Linked DNA regions of Mus musculus: regions 1, 2 and 3 are each linked to region 4. The links are chromatin contacts, called in public promoter capture Hi-C maps. All regions are on one chromosome and are shown on one strand. The core of a region is the stretch at or near the end of the contact, and the rest is flanking DNA. Distances in the headings are between cores, read along the strand shown. Region 1 holds the start of Nudt3 (nudix (nucleotide diphosphate linked moiety X)-type motif 3). Region 2 holds the start of Hsf2bp (heat shock transcription factor 2 binding protein). Region 3 holds the start of Uqcc2 (ubiquinol-cytochrome c reductase complex assembly factor 2). Region 4 holds the start of Cmtr1 (cap methyltransferase 1).

Region 1 (2,700 bases), core at 141-2,640, 2.0 Mb before region 4:
CCAAAACTCCTGTTTTGCAATCCCTCAACAGCACAAAGAATGCTTTCACGGATTTTCTTCAGGCCGTCATTTCATTTAAATTCCCCCTCCTCCTCCTCCTCTTCCTCCTCCTGAGTATCTACCGGACAGTGATTCCTGGTAGTCCATCCTCCCTTTCATCAGAGCCTTTCATAACTAACGGGTCAAGTTCCTGTCGCCCATTTCAACACGATGCACCGTACTGCAGGCTTGCCACCCCAGCCCACCGCCGAGGGCCGGGATAAAACATACTCAGTTTCACTGCCCTTCATTGTTTTCAAGCGAACTGCCATCTTACCACCATGCACACACACGACAGCAATGTGTCCCCACAGGCATTTTATGAATTTCCAAAGCAGCTATTCTTTGTGGATTTACAAACCACGCGCCTTTCATGAATCTCGCTTCATCACCACAGAAACGGCTTTGTGAAGCCGAAAAAAAAATTTTTTTTTAAGTTCCTTAAGGAAAAAGGAACAAGACTCTAAAACGTTCTATTATCCTAGCTTACCCTACGACTCATCCTATTGGGCACAGCAGAGAAACGTCGGGACAGAGATCTTCATAAATACAGCTTTTGATGGTCGTGAAGTGTTCCGGTCAATATGAATAACAACCTCGACGACAACCGTGTCCAGTGCCCTTTCTTTTCAGGCTCCAACCATACGGACTCAGCAGCTCAACGTTAGAATCGAACGGCTGGCCCCGGCTTGTCGCTGCCAGTGCTCGCCCGCAGCCACCTCCCCTCGGCCAGCAGCAACCCTGCGGGGAGGGAGGGAGGGAGGGAGCGGCCCTCCGCTCCGCCACAAAGGCCGGCCTGCGCCCCATGCACGTGTGCCGAGCGCCGAGCTGCCTAGCCACTGCCCCGGGCGAACGGCGGCCAACCCCCGACGGCCCGCCGCGGGATGGCATCCCGCTGCCCCGGGCCCTCTCCACTCCGCTCCCCACCCCCCCTTCTCCCCAGGAAACCCCGTCGGGCGCCGCCGACCCCCGGCAGGGCGCCTCACCTCCTCCTCGCTCTCGCTGCGGAAGCACAGGCACGCGGCCCGCTTCTTGTAGCCGTCGCCGTCGTAGGTGCGGGTCTGGTTCGACTTGAGCTTCATCATCCTCCGGGCCCGGGTGGGGGGTGCCGTGCGGGGCCTCGGAGTCCAGGGAAGGGGAGCCTGCTGCAGGCGGGCGGCCGCGCGCGCGCGCGCCCCAGGCTCGATCGAGAGGGCGGGGAGGAGGGTCTGTGTGTCCGCTACACGGCTCCGCGGCGGGACAGCCTCATTGCCCCCGGCCCAGGCCCTGCGCCGCCGTCACGGCCGCCGTCGCCACCGCCACCGCCCCCTCTACCGCCGCCGCCCCCGACGACGACCGCGCCGCCATTTTGGACGCGCTGCGTCAGCTGCGTAAGGCACGCGGGCTCGCCGGACGGCCGCGCGTGCGCAGCGCGGACGGCGTTCCGGAATCGCGCCCGGCGCGGGAGAGCGTCTGCACTGAAGGCCGCGGAAGCTGGCGCGGCTGCTACGCAGACAGCGTAGGGCTGGGGATGGCGGAAGCCGGGTGAGGCGCGGCGCGTGGGCACCACCCGCGACCCCACGGTCCCGGGCGCCGCTGGGCAGAGAGCAGGGGCCCGCCCAAGGTCACCGGCTGAGCGGCCCAGCCCGATCCAAGGTCGCGCCGCTCAGATGACAGGGAGAGTGACAGCGCCGCTCTGCTGTCCCTCGCCGCAGACTGTCAACCTTAGCTGCTGGGGATCAGGAGTGGGGCGGGGCGGGGCTGCTCTTTGCGGTCAGTTGGTAGCTGTCTGGACATATGTGCGTCCTGCAGCCATTTGTGCAAAAAAGGCAAAAGCTGCCACTTGCCTGGCGACATGCTTGAGGGACTGGGTTCGAACCTCAGCACTGCAAAAAAGAAAATAAAAAAGGAAGGAAAGAAAAGAGAGAACGCCATCCTCTTAAACAGGAGCAGAAAGGGAGAGACTGTAAGAGTGTGCACAGCACACGTACGTAAATCATGAAATATGGTTTCTGGCCGTGACTATAACACTGGGATGACCCTCTTAGAGGACGTGAAAGTGGGCTACAGCGTTCCTGCAACAAAACGGGCACCATTACCGTGTGCTAAACGTTTAGAAAATTCTGTCAAGATATTCAAGATTTATAAATAAATCCCAAAGCGCACAGCGTACGTTTGTGGGGACAGGTGTGTGCGCCATGATTGCTTCTGTGAGGTCAGAGGGCAACTTAAACGAATCCATTTTCTCCCACCACAGAGGACCAGGAGACTGAATTTAAGTGGTCAGGCCTGGCTGCAAATGACCTTTCTGGGATATCTGACGGGTCCCCGTTACCTGTTTTAATCATCTTGTATGTAGTATACTTCATTAATAATCTAGAGGGGCCCAAGAGATGTGTCAGTTTAAAAGGGCACTGGCCATGGAGCCTGACCACCTGAGCTAGATCCCTGGCACACATAGCGAAAGGAGAGAACCAACTCCCACAAGCTTCACCGCTACATGTGCTCTATGACATATGTGTCCACACATATTCTAACTTCTTTAAAAACTAAATGAAGGGGCTGGAGGGATGGCTCAGTGATTAAGAACACTGGCTGTTCTTCCAGAGGACCCTGATTCAATTCCCAGTATATGGTAGTTCACATGGTACCATACAGAGTAGCTCACAACTGTCTGTTGGC
Region 2 (2,727 bases), core at 82-2,581, 2.4 Mb after region 4:
GATAGACAAGTCCTAGCAATCCTGAACTTCGCTCAACTCCCCTGCCCACCCAAAGACAAGTGGCATGCATGAGGTAAGACTCACTTTTTTCTACCATCTTTAATTTCTGGAAACTTTCCAGTAACTCCCCATTTAGTATTCTGGGTAAGAAGTCCCGTATTTGCATCACTTCCGTCGTCAGCCGTTCCAGGTCCTTCTTTCTGACTTTAACAAATTCTTCTTTAGATTCCATGTTCTAAAAGAACAAGTAGATCTTAGCATTGTAGTATTTCTCTTCAGATGACTAGAACTAGCATCCCAAATCGACTTGCTCCCTTTTCTTTCATGCCTCTTACATTCATAATTGCCTCACAAATGTGTTTTTCTTTCATGCCTCTTACATTCATAATTGCCTCACAAATGTGTTTACATACGTACCTGTGTGTGTGTGTGTGTGTGTGTGTGTGTGTGTTAAGGTTTTTATTTGGTTTTTGAGAGGGTCTCACTGCGTAGCTTTGGTTGTTCTGGAACTATGTAGACTAAGCAGTGTGTAGGCCTCTGCCTCCATAGTGCTGGGTTACAGTCTCTTCCACCACTCTTGGCACCTAATGTCCCTCCTGTTACACATATATGGATATAGATGTGTGTGTACACATGGGCTTTATATACAGAGGGCCATGATGACGGGGACAAGGGTGATGATTCACACCCACAGTCCTAGCTTCTCAAGAGACTGAGGGTGAAATATGGCTTTGCCCAAGCGTTGGAGGCCAGCCTGAGCAACATGTCAAGACTGATTCAGTAAGAACAAATATGGTGGAGGAGGGAATGGAAATACGTAAGGGGAAAAACCGAACTCATATTCCTAAAAGCCAAAAGAAAATGCCTGCAAGTTAATGCGCCCCAGGCTGAACCGCTCGGGTGGGATCCCTGCGGCCGCATTTGGCTTTTGCTGACCCCTAACATTCACACCATCATACAATGGCATCCTACCGGAAGTAGGCATTAACCAGGCCCTCTCATGAAGGGGCATCAGGGGCAGAACCCAGATAAGTGAGTTCTCAGCTCCGGCTCCCCGGAGCCTCAAGGCCTAAGGCCTGGGCTACCACTTTTTAACCTGAGGCATCCGCAGATGATTTGGAACTGTGCCTCTTGTCTCCGGCCCTGGCCCACCCTCGCGCAGCTCCTGGCCAGGTCCCCTCAGGGCTACAGGGACATCTCCTCAGGCACTGGATCCGCCCTGAGGGGAGTAATCAGCAGCAGCTCCCATATGTAGGGCACCCACTGACCCGGCAGGCCTCCTCAGTACCGGACCCGTCGCCCACGGTTGCGGCCATAGCCGCTGCCTCAGCTTCGTGCGCCTGCGCAGAGCTCGCTAACACGCACACACAAAAACGCGGGAATCTTAAGATGCCCCACGATACGGAAAGCCACAAGGTTCAAATCTCGACGATTTGCTCTTCACTCTCGCTTTCTGGGTCCAGGGATGAGATGGACCTGGATTCTACTGTAGCTTTCCTACTTCAGTTGCGTTTCAGACTTGTTACCTGCAAAGTGAGGCCTGAGAGTCAAGCAGAATCCGTCCTTCCCTGTTTAGAGAGAAGATGCTACAACCAAACCTATACACTGTGAGAAACCGCGCAGGGAAAACCTCATCGTCCCTTGGCCCCAAGTGCTTCTGTGCCAGCACTTGGGTGGCGGAAGCTGGAGTTCAAGACAAACTTGCTACATAGCATGGGAAAATCTAGGCTGGGCTACATGGGGGTAAAAAAAAAAAAATCAAAATTAAATCACCAAAGCTTGGAAGAATATACTAATCTAATAATTCTCATGTTTGATAACGTAGAGTTTTAGATGTCCCTAAAGTTTGCACAATTGTTAAAAGCCTTCTTTTATGTTGGTTTAGTATGTTCCCGCTTGTGCTGGTTTATGTCAACTTGACACGAGCTAAAGTCATGGGAGGAGGGAACCTCAGTAAAGAAAATGTCTCTATAAAATCAGATTGTAGCAGGCCTGTAAGGCATTGTCTTAGTGACTGATGGGGAGGACCCCACCTATTATGGGCGGGGCCATCCCTGGACTGGTGGTCCTGGGTTCGGATTTCTGAGTTCGAGGTCAGCCTGGCCTACAAAGTGAGTTCCAGGACAGCCAGGGTTATACAGAGAAACCCTGTCTCGAAAAAAAAAACAAACAAACAAAAACAAAACAGGCTGAGCAAACTGCAAAGAGCACGGCGGTAAGGAGCACCCTCCATGGCCTCTGCATCAGCTCCTGCCTCCAGGGTCCTGTCCTGGGTGAGGTCTGGTCCTGGCTTCCTTCCATGGCGAACAGTAATATGGAATGTGAGTCAAAACAAACAAACAACGACAACAACAACAAAAAAACATTTGCTCCCCAGCTTGCATTTTTGGTCCTGGTGTTTGAAAATCTCACTACCCACTGCTTAGAACTGTGTGTTTTGAATGCAGGACTTACAGAGTCAAGTTAGATCCTCAAAATTTCCCTCTACAATAGACATCCCTGCATCTCACCCAGACGTCGTGTGTGTGGATTTGCTGATTCCCCATTCAACAAGCCTGCACCTGTCTCAAGATGCGGCGGAAGGCTTGCTGTCTTGCCACTACACACCCCTAGATCTATCCTAGGACCCTGCAAAAAAGGATTGCTCACTACACCACACCTCTGTAAGTGCCCCTGATGCTGCAGGGATGGGTTGTTCTCGCTCCTCTACAAATCTCACACCTGCCC
Region 3 (2,704 bases), core at 140-2,639, 2.5 Mb before region 4:
TCCTCTCCTTCACCCCACATCCAGGACACCCGCGCTGCTGATGTGACCCGCACATTATGGTCTGCTTTCTGTTACTTCTGTCTCCTGTGCCACTACCATTATCCAAACCACCACCGGCATCTCTCTCTTCCGGTGCTACCACGGCAGGCTCTCTGCAGCTCCTTGTTCCCCAATGCCAGAGCACCAGAGGAACCTTTGAAAATCAGGGCACGTCAGTCCCCTGACTAAATGTCCCCGGTGGCTTCTCCCTTGCTTCCTGGTAAGATCTGACCCCTAGTGCAGGTGGCTGGGCAGTTAAAAAGAACCTAGGTTTGATTCCTAGTACCCACATGGTGGCTCACAACCACTTCTAACTTCAGTTCCAGGGGATCCAATGCCCTCCTCTGGCCCCAGTGGGCACTGCATTAACAGGGTACAGAGACATATCTGTTGGTAAAAAAAAAAAAAAAAAAATCTGTATTGTGCCTGGCTCCTGCCTTCCTTCAGCTTCAAATCTTAGCTGTAGACATGCCACTCACTACCCGTAGGCTTGCTTTCTTTTCTGTAATATGTCAGTTTGGTTTCCTCTGAAGTGCCTGGCCACCCTTCCCGAAGTGCAGTCAGTGTTCACTGTCTCCCTGCCTCGAGACCGACCTATGTGTAACTTCCTCAGGCAAGCCTCAGGAACCCGACTAATGTTACATTTACCACGATCAGAGTACTCATTGGAACTGTCTTATGAGTCTATTTGTTCCTCGTGTCCTGAATAAGAATCCAAAGGCAAAAGGAGAAAGACCTCATCTAATTCACTGCGATTTCCCTGGAAACTAACCTAGTTCTATGCATGCACATGGCCGTGCTTGGTAAGGTAACCTAAACCTGAGTGGGGCGAGAAGGTCTACTACTCACACAAGGGACCTGTGTGGGAGACTCAGTTTCACAGTGACGGAAGGCAGTGAGGCTTAGCTGGAGGTGTCTGGGGATAGGCTGGGCTCGCAGACACATTAACGATGGTAAGGAAGAAACAACCCCGCCTTACAATTTGACTCTTTAGTGGCATCTGGACCTCAGGGCCGCTTCACTGACTACTACACTGTGCAGACAAGGAAGGAAACTGCGCAGAAGGCGTCGCACTCCGCAGCTAACTGCAAGATGGGTACCTCGCGCACGTGCAGCCTGGCAGCGGCCGACGCATGCGCAGATCCCCCACCCTTGCCGCCCATCGCTTCGACGTGCCCACCCTCCTCCCCTCCGGTCACCTGGGTGTTCTCTCCCTCCCGGAAGGCCTGCGCTACCCGCTGCCGCAGGTAAGCGCCCAAGTCCCGGCCCCGTTTGGTCTCGTCCACTGGCCATTCCTCACAGAGCTTAAGGAAACGCCGGTAGCGGAGAGCGGCCATCTTGGGCCCCGCTTGCCCCGCCCCTGGGGGGGAGTAGTCAAGACCGCAGAGGGCGCGTGCGCACTAAGGCGCACTGGCCTTCCCCGTGGACATGCGCAGTTCTACCAACGGCCCACACCCCTCCAGGCAGCGGCGCTGCTCACCTTTGAGAGCGAGGTCTGAGCTCTTCAGCTTCTTGGTTCTGGTACTCGCCCAGCTCCCAGGGGCAAAGCTAACGCGGTGTACCCTGGGGAAAGCTTTGCTCTTCGTTTTCAATGACTTCACAAGCTCGAGACTGAAAAAGCTTCCCCCGAGACCTCTGCTGTTTTGCATAAACGAAACATTTGCATGTAAATACAGGTTGTTATTGGATGGATATGTGTTTGATCTTAACGTCCGTCGTGTACACATACACACACACACACACACACACCGTCCGTCGTGTACACACACACACACACACACACACACACACACACACACACACACACACACACACAGCTGCCCCACTCACACTCATCACCCTGTACTTATCTCTACCACATGGACCTCTGATAGAGTTCTTTAGCTACATCTCCAGCCTCCCGGTCACATTGCTCACCACATGGAGCGGTTTCTTATGAAGAACCAAAAACATTGTTGCAGCCTGGAAATCTTTAAAACAATTTTTTTATAGTGTGTTTTCTTTATTCTAATATGTATGAGTGTTTACCTGCACCATGTACATGTGTCAGTTCTGGGGACCGAACCTGATTCTCTGTAAGAGCAATAAATGCTCTTAATAACTAATTTCTCTAGCTCTAAGAATGAGTGTTTTTATTATGGCAAAATTTAACATAATATATATATCACATGGGTATCATATGTGTGTGTGTGTGTGTGTGTGTGTGTGTGTGATTTTTCTTTTGAGAAAGAAGGTTTCTCTGTGCAGCCCCAGGTGTCCTGGAACTCACTCTGTAAATTAGTGCTCAATGAATGAATGAATGAACAAAGCCACATTCCAAACTAGGTCTGTCAGACCCTAATGTCTCTCAACATTCACAACCTAGGGAGCAATTCCTGGGGTGGGGGTGGGGCAGCTCACGGGACTGTCTGTCTGGCCAGCCCTTGCAGTGTAGCCGGTAGAGGAAGGGAGACCACAGAAGGAGGCAGTGGGCACGAACTTTCCCTGGCACCCTGGCACCTTTCTCAACCTCTTACCACACTTGTACCTCAGGTGGAAGGGAGAACCATTTGCTGCCATCAAGTTACTCCCCCTACAGCCCAAGACAGGGCAAGGGGTCTCGCCACCCCTGACTCCCAAGTTGGCTGTGGCCAGGCGAGTGCTCTTTAAAGCCATACCTGGGTGG
Region 4 (2,700 bases), core at 86-2,585:
ATATGTTGACATTTGAAGTCTCGGGGTTTAAGAGACAAACGCAGCTGAGAATGTCCAACAAAGTTATATTGGTCTGAAAATGGGAAGAGGAGTTAGAGTTACAGCCCATCTCAGTGCATATGGTCAAATGCCACAGATGCCATTATTTCTTTTAGTCTGAGGCATTGAGAATCAGATCTAGGATCTGGTGTGTACCGGACGAACAGTCTTGACACTGAGCTATGCCTAGTCCAATGTTAAATATGTCCTATGGAACAGGAACAGGTCTTTGACCTTGGCCAGTTTGTGTCTCTGACTGTATTCTTTTTTGTTGTTGTTGTTGTTTGTTTTGTTTTTCGAGACAGGGTTTCTCTGTGTAGCCCTGGCTGTCCTGGAACTCACTTTGTAGACCAGGCTGGCCTCGAACTCAGAAATAGGCCTGCCTCTGCCTCCCGAGTGCTGGGATTAAAGGCGTGTGCCACCACGCCCGGCTCCTCTGACTGTATTCTTAAATCTATATAATGACGATACTGTAGTAAGCTACCAAACTAGTTACGCCATGTTGTGAAACACTTTCTAGGATTTTTTTTTCCCACTTTCCAAGTCAGGGTCTTACAATATATCCCTGGCTGTCCTGGAAGTAGCTATGTAGACTAGGCTGGCTTCGAACTCACAGAGATATGCCTGTCTCTGCTTTCTGAGTGCTGGCATTAAAGGTGTTCGACACTACCACCTAGCTCCTAAGAATACTTTCATTGCTAAAACTATTTTGGGCAAAAATTCGTCTCCGGTCACTTCGACCAGTCATTAAATCTTATGCTAAACTGGTCTCTTGATCAGCCATAAATTTCTATACCATGTGATTGTGATTCTGACCTAAAGGTTAACTGCCTGACCATTTAATTGTTATCACTCTGCTTCTGAAAAGAAAAAAAAAGCAATGTTTGCTTGTTGCACATGTTTGGAGCTGCCTTTCTGTATACATCACAGTTGCAGTCCTTGTCTTTAAAATGTCGAACAAACTGGAGGTCCGAGGGTGCTTCCCGCTCCTCTGCCTGAGACAGCCCCACCGGTGGTAATAAATAATAAAGACTCCACATGATTTATTAAGACATCTTGGGAGTTTTCCTTCTTCAGGTAATCCATAACAAGATGAATAAACTGAGGTGAAGTATTGATTTCCCTTCTTTAGGGCGAGAGTAGACAAGGGTTATTTTCCTAGTGGCTTTTCTCTGCCCCCCCATTCTTTCGCGGTCCCCCTTCCGCGCAGGCGCCTCGGGTCCTGCGCGCTGTGCGACCTGGGCAGTTCCCCAGGGCCAAGCCTGAGCCCAGCGGGGGCGGGGCTGGCGGGCTCGTGACGTTATCAAGCGGCGCCGCCCGCGGGGCGGGTTCCGAGCGCGACCGCGCAGCTAGCCGGCCCTGCGAGGAAAACGAAAGTGAGGGAGGAGGAGGTTGCAGGGCCAGCCTGGGCGGCGACAGTGGCGGCCTGGTCCCTCGTCTCCGCTCGCCGGCTACTCGCCCCATCCCCTCAGCGTGAGTGCAGGCGCGCGGCCCCGGGGGTGCGAGCGGGCGGGCGCACGGGCACAGCATCCTTCCCCTGCGGCGGCCGCTTTGCCCGCTTTCGGGTAGCCTCTCTCTGCTCCTGCCCCCTGTCTTGTCCCCAGCAACCTCTCGGAGCCGAGGTTGCCGCTGCTGCTGGTCGCCGCGCACACAGTATCACACCTGACGTTTCCAAAGGAGAAGCTCCGTCGGGGAGATGGCGTTCCCTTCTTTCCCCTCTGCATACGGGGGTTAGCAGCGCTTAGAAGTGCCTGGTCACAGCGCGTCTGCCATTGTAGGTCACTCGATAGCCCTTTGGCCTTCCCCTGGCCGAGGAAATGAGAGGATTGGCTTGGATTCCCTGCGAGGCCCCAGTCGAAGGTGCTGTGGTGGAGGGGGACGTTCGTATCTGCCGCCTTGCCCTTCTACAAAGCTGTTTCCTGTTCTCTCACTTGCCCCATCGCAGACCACACTGAGTTCCCAGTGGCACCCCCCACCCCCGCTTCACCCACACCCACCGGGACGACTTAAGAGTTAAATGAGACCCATTTTATGTGCTGTGAAGCCTCAGCGATGAGCTTTCCAGTAGGCTCACCTATCTGTGATGTCAAGTAAAAATGTGGCTCCTCGGGCCTGGCTTTCTGTTGGCTCAGTCGCCTGGCTTTCCTGCTTTCCTCTAATAGGCACTGCTACTGTCACTTAGGAAATTGCCACCTGAGATTGGGATGATCGTACATTGGGTCCACAGGTTCATCCTCGGGCTGGAAATACGGAAACCTTTTGCTAGGTTTCAAGGGGAGGGATTGCTATATCCCTTCAAATTCCATTACTTTCTTACCTCGACTGCTGATGCTCATTCTCCCTCCACCCCAGCAAATATTTTGAAATAAGTTGAACTGGCTCTGATTTTCATAGACAATATTGAGTATCAGTTCATAGTCAAAACAACACATGGTCTTAAAACTATATGTCTGACTCAAACGCCAGAGAAGTCTGTTCTTGTATCCCAGCGTCCCTGTTCCCCAAAGATACCAGTGTACCTCCAACTTTTAAGTCTTTTCTCTTTTCTGAGTTCTTTGAATACACTACTTTTCCTGAAGATTTTGTAATTTTTTTTTGACTTTTTGAGACAGGGTTTCTCTGTGTAGCCCTGGCTGTCCTGGAACTCTGTAGACCAGGCTG

The links. Promoter capture Hi-C pulls out the DNA fragments that hold promoters and counts their contacts.
Region 1: a contact with region 4 is called in a promoter capture Hi-C map of pre-B cells, with 4 times the contacts expected there. The contact joins the promoter of Nudt3 here to the promoter of Cmtr1 in region 4. A contact is called at or near these places in 2 of 39 promoter capture datasets (liver and pre-B cells).
Region 2: a promoter capture Hi-C map of liver shows a contact between it and region 4, with 4 times the contacts expected there. The contact joins the promoter of Hsf2bp here to the promoter of Cmtr1 in region 4.
Region 3: a contact with region 4 is called in a promoter capture Hi-C map of pre-B cells, with 4 times the contacts expected there. The contact joins the promoter of Uqcc2 here to the promoter of Cmtr1 in region 4. A contact is called at or near these places in 2 of 39 promoter capture datasets (liver and pre-B cells).

The regions. Positions count from the first base shown.
Region 1 is chr17:27,622,062-27,624,761 of GRCm38.p6, forward strand. Nudt3 (nudix (nucleotide diphosphate linked moiety X)-type motif 3) reads right to left here and starts at 1,391. Exons shown (of 5, transcript NM_019837.2): 1 at 1,026-1,391. The coding sequence starts at 1,124.
Region 2 is chr17:32,033,177-32,035,903 of GRCm38.p6, forward strand. Hsf2bp (heat shock transcription factor 2 binding protein) reads right to left here and starts at 1,332. Exons shown (of 8, transcript NM_028902.1): 1 at 1,269-1,332; 2 at 85-235. The coding sequence starts at 1,316.
Region 3 is chr17:27,132,502-27,135,205 of GRCm38.p6, forward strand. It overlaps Uqcc2 (ubiquinol-cytochrome c reductase complex assembly factor 2), which reads right to left and starts at 1,390. Exons shown (of 4, transcript NM_026063.2): 1 at 1,239-1,390. The coding sequence starts at 1,376.
Region 4 is chr17:29,659,260-29,661,959 of GRCm38.p6, forward strand. Cmtr1 (cap methyltransferase 1) reads left to right here and starts at 1,336. Exons shown (of 24, transcript NM_028791.6): 1 at 1,336-1,512. The region is part of intron 7 of Gm28043 (predicted gene, 28043); the gene reads left to right.